2 separate regions of the Rattus norvegicus genome follow, and region 2 is linked to region 1. The links are chromatin contacts, called in public Hi-C maps. All regions are on one chromosome and are shown on one strand. The core of a region is the stretch at or near the end of the contact, and the rest is flanking DNA. Distances in the headings are between cores, read along the strand shown. Region 1 holds the start of Mthfd1 (methylenetetrahydrofolate dehydrogenase, cyclohydrolase and formyltetrahydrofolate synthetase 1). Region 2 holds the start of Hspa2 (heat shock protein family A (Hsp70) member 2).

Region 1 (2,700 bases), core at 78-2,577:
GTTCACACCTTTCTCTCCTCAGCAGTCCCCAACACTCATTCCCTAAACAAAAAGCAAGGAACTAGCCCAGAGGTTAAGCACACTTACGGCTCAATTCCCAGCACTCTCTCCCAAAAAAGCAAAAGGGTGTTACTACTCTCTGGGAGGACGCTTGGCAAACATTTCCTCTAGTTAAGCATTTAAATCTGCAGGGCCAGAAGAGGTGGTCAAATGGAATATGAAATTGTCAGCACAGAGAAGCCAAACTAATAAATAACTTTAGTGCCAGGACAGATAGGGGGCTGTTATAGGGTAGAGCATGAGAGGGCTGGTGTTGTAGTACAGCGCTTGCCTTGCATGTGTGATACCTTAGAAGTGAAGCACGGACCGGAAGGAAGAAAGAGAAAGTAAAAGATAGTATTTGGTGTTAACAAGGAATTCATTGAATTAGAGGAAATCCTCTAGTCCAGGTGTGGTGGTGCACGCCTTTAATCCTAGCACTCCAGAGGAAGAGACCGGAGGGGATCTCAATGAGTTCAAGGCCAGCATGATCTACAGAGTGAGTTCCAGGACAGTCAGGGCTCCGTGAAGAGACCCTGTGTCAGAAGACAAACAAACCCGGGTCAAATCTTGCCACAATCGAATCACCACCAAATTGCAAGACAAGCGGCTATGCTGGCTTTCTGAGTTTGGACTTCACAGGCAGCCCATGTCTAAGCAGGATGATGCCAGCAGCTACACTTTTGAGAGCAAGATCAGGTCAGGACTTGCCGCCAAAACATAGGAATGCAGCCACCCCAGGCAGTCTATTGCAATTGCACATTGGGCCGGCATGTTTCTCAGGCTTCAGGAAACCAGTCTTCAGATTCTAGGGGCCGTGTCAATGTCCTCTCTTCCCACAAAGCCCATCTAAGCACCTCTCCTGCAGAGCCCGGGTGCTTGGGGATCCGCACGCCCAGCTCTAAGCCCACCACCACTATCAGCAGTGGCAAGTACTTACGCGGAGACCACTTTCCCGTTCAGGATTCCCGCTGGTGCCATGGCCCTTGCTAGTCTGCTACCCACGAAGAACACCAGCAAAATTCAGGTTCCAGTCCCTCCGCGCGCGTACGGGACAGCACAACCCACGTGCTCAGGGATCTCCCGGGGAAACTCAGTCAATGCGCCTGCGTCGCGCTCCCAGCAGCGAAGGTGCGCAGGCGACCGGAATGACGTCGTGACCCGCTGACAGCGGAGGCAGGAGAGTCTGAGGGAGCCGGTGGGCCCTGGCAGCAAGAAGACTGTCACCAAAGACTGGTTGGCGGCTGTGACTGGCTGTGGAAAGAGCCTGTGTGGAGCTTGCCTCTGATGACCTGGGAGCTTCCCGCGTCGCTTTTAGCCAATCAAAGATAGTGTATAGGGGGCGCGGTGGGGCGGGGTCTAGGCGGAGTCTGAGCAGAACCCCGGCAGGAATGGGCCTGTCTGAACCAGTTCCCCTGACCTAGGTTGCAGTGACAGTCTCCTGCAGAGCCTGTGTCGCGGCTTTGTCCTTTCTTTCTTTCTCTTTCTTTCTTTCTCTCTTTCTTTCTCTCTCTCTCTCTCTCTCTCTCTCTCTCTCTCTCTCTCTCTCTTCTCTCTCTCTTATTTATTTATTTATTTATTTATTTATTTATTTATTTATTTATTTATTTATTTATTTATTTATTTATTTATGGCTCGTCCTGACTTCTTCAGGCAGGAGCTTGGAGGCCTTAGGCTAATTACGGGCACTGACCTGGAGCGGGTGATGCGACTTTCCACGTTGTCATAACCCCAAGCTTTCAGAGTGTGGTGGGGGGCACCCGGGATAACTTTGCCTATCTGTAACCCTCTTAGCAAGAGTGAGGATATCTTAATGAGACAATTGTGTCCTTCTGGTTAACCATCTGCGGAGAAAGCACACCAAGGAATTGGATGCTTCCCAGAAAAAGATTTCAGAGATCACCTTGCAGGACTGATGCCTTGACAGTGATGGACGGGACCACACCTCGACCTTCACTGTTCAGCTCTGTTTAACTCTAACTCTCTACTTAAACCTTAACCTTATATTGGACCCAGAAGACAACTTCTCTTTGTCCCTCTTCCCAATGTATTCCCGTATTGAATAAATCTCCTTTTTCTATTTCTTACCATTACTTGTTTAATGGGCTTATTAAGAATGGTGTCTAGGGGTTGGGGATTTAGCTCAGTGGTAGAGCGCTTGCCTAGCATGCGCAAGGCCCTGGGTTCGGTCCCCAGCTCCGGAAAAAAAAAAAGAATGGTGTCTAACCTGGTTTATTGGATTGTCAGAGCCCAGGGTCTTACTCTCAATTCTAGTAACAGTAGGGAGGATCAATCCACAGCCTTGGCATAGAGACAAGTTCGTTATGACTTAACCATAACTCAGCCTTCCATAACTAAAATCGAACCTGTTATCCTCCCTGGGTTGAAACCCATAGGCAGGCTCAGCCCAGCAGCTGAGAGGGGTCTCAGAGCAGCAGCATGGGGCTCCATCAGTGTGGAAGGAGCAGAACTCAGAGCCAGGGATCCTTTCCTCTCAGCAGATCAGTATTGAAGCAGAGACCACTCCGGTAATAATTAGATGCCAGCAAGGCTGACACCCCTCCCCATTCACCCTGTACAGAAATGAGTTTCGCCATGTCCTTGGGAGCCTGGTGGTAGAGGAAGGCAAAGAAATTGGCTTTGCTTTTTCTGCTGCTGTTA
Region 2 (2,700 bases), core at 11-2,510, 150 kb before region 1:
TAGCCGCCTGCACGGCGGCGCCGTAGGCCACCGCCTCGTCGGGATTGATGCTCTTGTTCAGCTCCTTGCCGTTGAAGAAATCCTGCAGGAGCTTCTGGATCTTAGGGATGCGGGTAGAGCCGCCCACCAGCACTATCTCCTGGATCTGGCCCTTGTCTAGCTTGGCATCGCGCAGCGCCTTTTCCACCGGCTCCAGAGTCCCTCGAAAGAGATCGGCGTTGAGCTCCTCGAAGCGGGCGCGGGTGATGGACGTGTAGAAATCCACGCCCTCGTACAGCGAGTCGATCTCGATGCTGGCCTGCGTGGACGAGCTCAGGGTGCGCTTAGCGCGCTCGCAGGCGGTGCGCAGCCGGCGCACGGCGCGCTTGTTGGGCCCAATGTCCTTCTTGTGTTTGCGCTTGAACTCCTCCGCCAGGTGGCTGACCATACGGTTGTCGAAGTCTTCGCCACCCAGGTGGGTGTCGCCGGCCGTGGACTTGACCTCGAAGATGCCATCCTCGATGGTGAGGATGGACACATCGAAGGTGCCCCCGCCCAGGTCAAAGATGAGCACGTTCTTCTCGCCGCCCGCGCAGCCCTTCTTATCCAGGCCATAAGCGATGGCCGCTGCTGTGGGTTCGTTGATGATACGCAATACATTGAGACCGGTGATGGTGCCCGCATCCTTGGTGGCCTGGCGCTGCGAGTCGTTGAAATAGGCAGGAACAGTGATGACTGCGCTCTGCACCTTGCCCCCCAGGTAGGCTTCGGCGATCTCCTTCATCTTAGTGAGGACCATGGAAGAAATCTCCTCAGGGAAGAAGGTCTTCATCTCCCCTTTATATTCCACCTGCACTTTGGGCTTCCCACCTTCGCTCACCACTCTGAACGGCCAGTGCTTCATATCCGACTGCACCGTGGCGTCTTCGAACTTCCGTCCGATCAGCCGCTTGGCGTCGAAGATGGTGTTTGTGGGGTTCATGGCCACTTGGTTCTTGGCGGCGTCGCCGATAAGGCGCTCGGTGTCGGTGAAGGCCACGTAGCTGGGGGTGGTCCGGTTACCCTGGTCGTTGGCGATGATCTCCACCTTGCCATGTTGGAAGACCCCCACGCACGAGTAAGTGGTGCCCAGGTCGATGCCGATAGCCGGGCCGCGGGCGGACATCCTGACTGAAAAACAGGCAAAGCAACGTTAGGACGAAAGAGTCAGGAGAGGCAAGCCGGGACCCGAGCCAACGGTCGCTTCGCACTGCTCTCCACGAGCGCGACTAGCGTCTCCCGGATCCCCCTGCTGGGCTTCTCCGTCTTATAGTCGTCCTCCCACCCCACCCCCTGCCTTCTGGAAACTCTCAGAGCCAATCGGTCCCCGGGCCCGCCCGCTCCAACCCGTCCAGCGATCCCACAGGCTTGCCTGGTCGGAGTGACCAGCCGGTGGTCCAACAGATATCTAGGTGGGTGAGAGCGGGACTCCAGCCCCCAGCAGGGAGACCAAGGGGCGGCCGTTATGCAAATGAGCCCCGCCCAGTGCCTCCAGCCGCTTGGGGGCGTTAAGCTCGCGCCAAGGGAGCCAGCGTGAAAAGCCCCCTTTCCCCTCTCTCTTTGCCTTTTATAAAGCGTGATTCGTTGACATCTTTTAGATTGGCGGGGCAGATGCCCAATGAACAGCGCGGAACCCGAAGAGTGTGGCGCTGGGGCGCGGCGCGGGGCGGGGCGCGCAGAGGCAGCACGGAAAGGGCGCTGGCCTCCCGAAGGCTCCCGGGGTCGAAATTCTTTCTGAGACGGTTGCATCGAAAAAAGAACGGCTGGGATCGGCTCTCGTCTTTCCCGCCTCTGCTGTTCCTGCAGCGGGGACCGGAGCTGGGTGCGGGGTGGTTCCAGGGCGGGGACTGTGAAGTTGGGCGGGTGCGAGTTTTTCCCCTCGCGCGTCTCGGAGAGTGCGCGGCGGGGGAAGGCTGCGTGCGCGGTGCTTACCCGGGAGGCGGGTGGCTTTCCCGCCAGTGCGAGAAGCACGGCCCCCGAGCCACCTCCTTGCTCGGACCCGCTGCCCGGCCTCGGTCCAAGCTTCTCTCTCCGCTTTCCTGGTTTAGCTTCTTTCAAGCGCCCTAATAGGCAGTTTTGACTACTTCGCGGCAGTGTCACCCTCTGACTCCGGTCCCCGCATACGCGATCCTGTTTAGGAACTAGTCATTTGGCGCGGAGTTCGGTTGAATGAGACTTTTTCCTGCGGAGAAGTTAGGTTGGCAGCACAGACTTGTGAGAGGAGGTAGATGAGAAAGAGTGAACATCTTTGGCTCTTGTTTAGCCGGAATATGAAAATAATTCTGGAAAGTACTCTCTGGTACCAGGGGGTGGGCAGAAGCTGGCTCCTGTAAAAGGACTCCTGGAGGAAAACGGAGACCTGTAATGTAGAGCCACCGCCCGCTTCACCTTACGGATGGGAAGCTGAGGACAGTCGTCGCCTTAAAACTGACAGGTGCCCAATAGGAGATGAGAAGAAAAAAGGAACTGATCCGTCCTTAGGCCATTGTGTGAGAAGGGTAAACAGAAATCGGGAGAAGTCCAGTGAGAACACAAGGCAGAGAGGGGCACACTGAGCCTGAGGGAACATGTCAGAGCATCCCTGAGGAGGTGACATGCCTAATTCTGTTGAGGACTGTAGGAAAAGCATTCTTTACCAGGTTGAGGTATTGGAGTGTGGGCAACGTGAGGGCAGATGAGTTA

The links. A called contact is a pair of places that touch in the nucleus more often than the background predicts.
Region 2: a contact with region 1 is called in a Hi-C map of liver, with 5 times the contacts expected there. The contact joins the promoter of Hspa2 here to the promoter of Mthfd1 in region 1. A contact is called at or near these places in 2 of 12 Hi-C or Micro-C datasets (frontal cortex and liver).

What each region holds. Positions count from the first base shown.
Region 1 is chr6:100,712,137-100,714,836 of GRCr8, reverse strand. Mthfd1 (methylenetetrahydrofolate dehydrogenase, cyclohydrolase and formyltetrahydrofolate synthetase 1) reads right to left here and starts at 1,327. Exons shown (of 28, transcript NM_022508.2): 1 at 980-1,327. The coding sequence starts at 1,020.
Region 2 is chr6:100,863,002-100,865,701 of GRCr8, reverse strand. Hspa2 (heat shock protein family A (Hsp70) member 2) reads right to left here and starts at 1,260. Exons shown (of 1, transcript NM_021863.3): 1 at 1-1,260. The coding sequence starts at 1,144. It also overlaps a transcript of Zbtb1 not described here.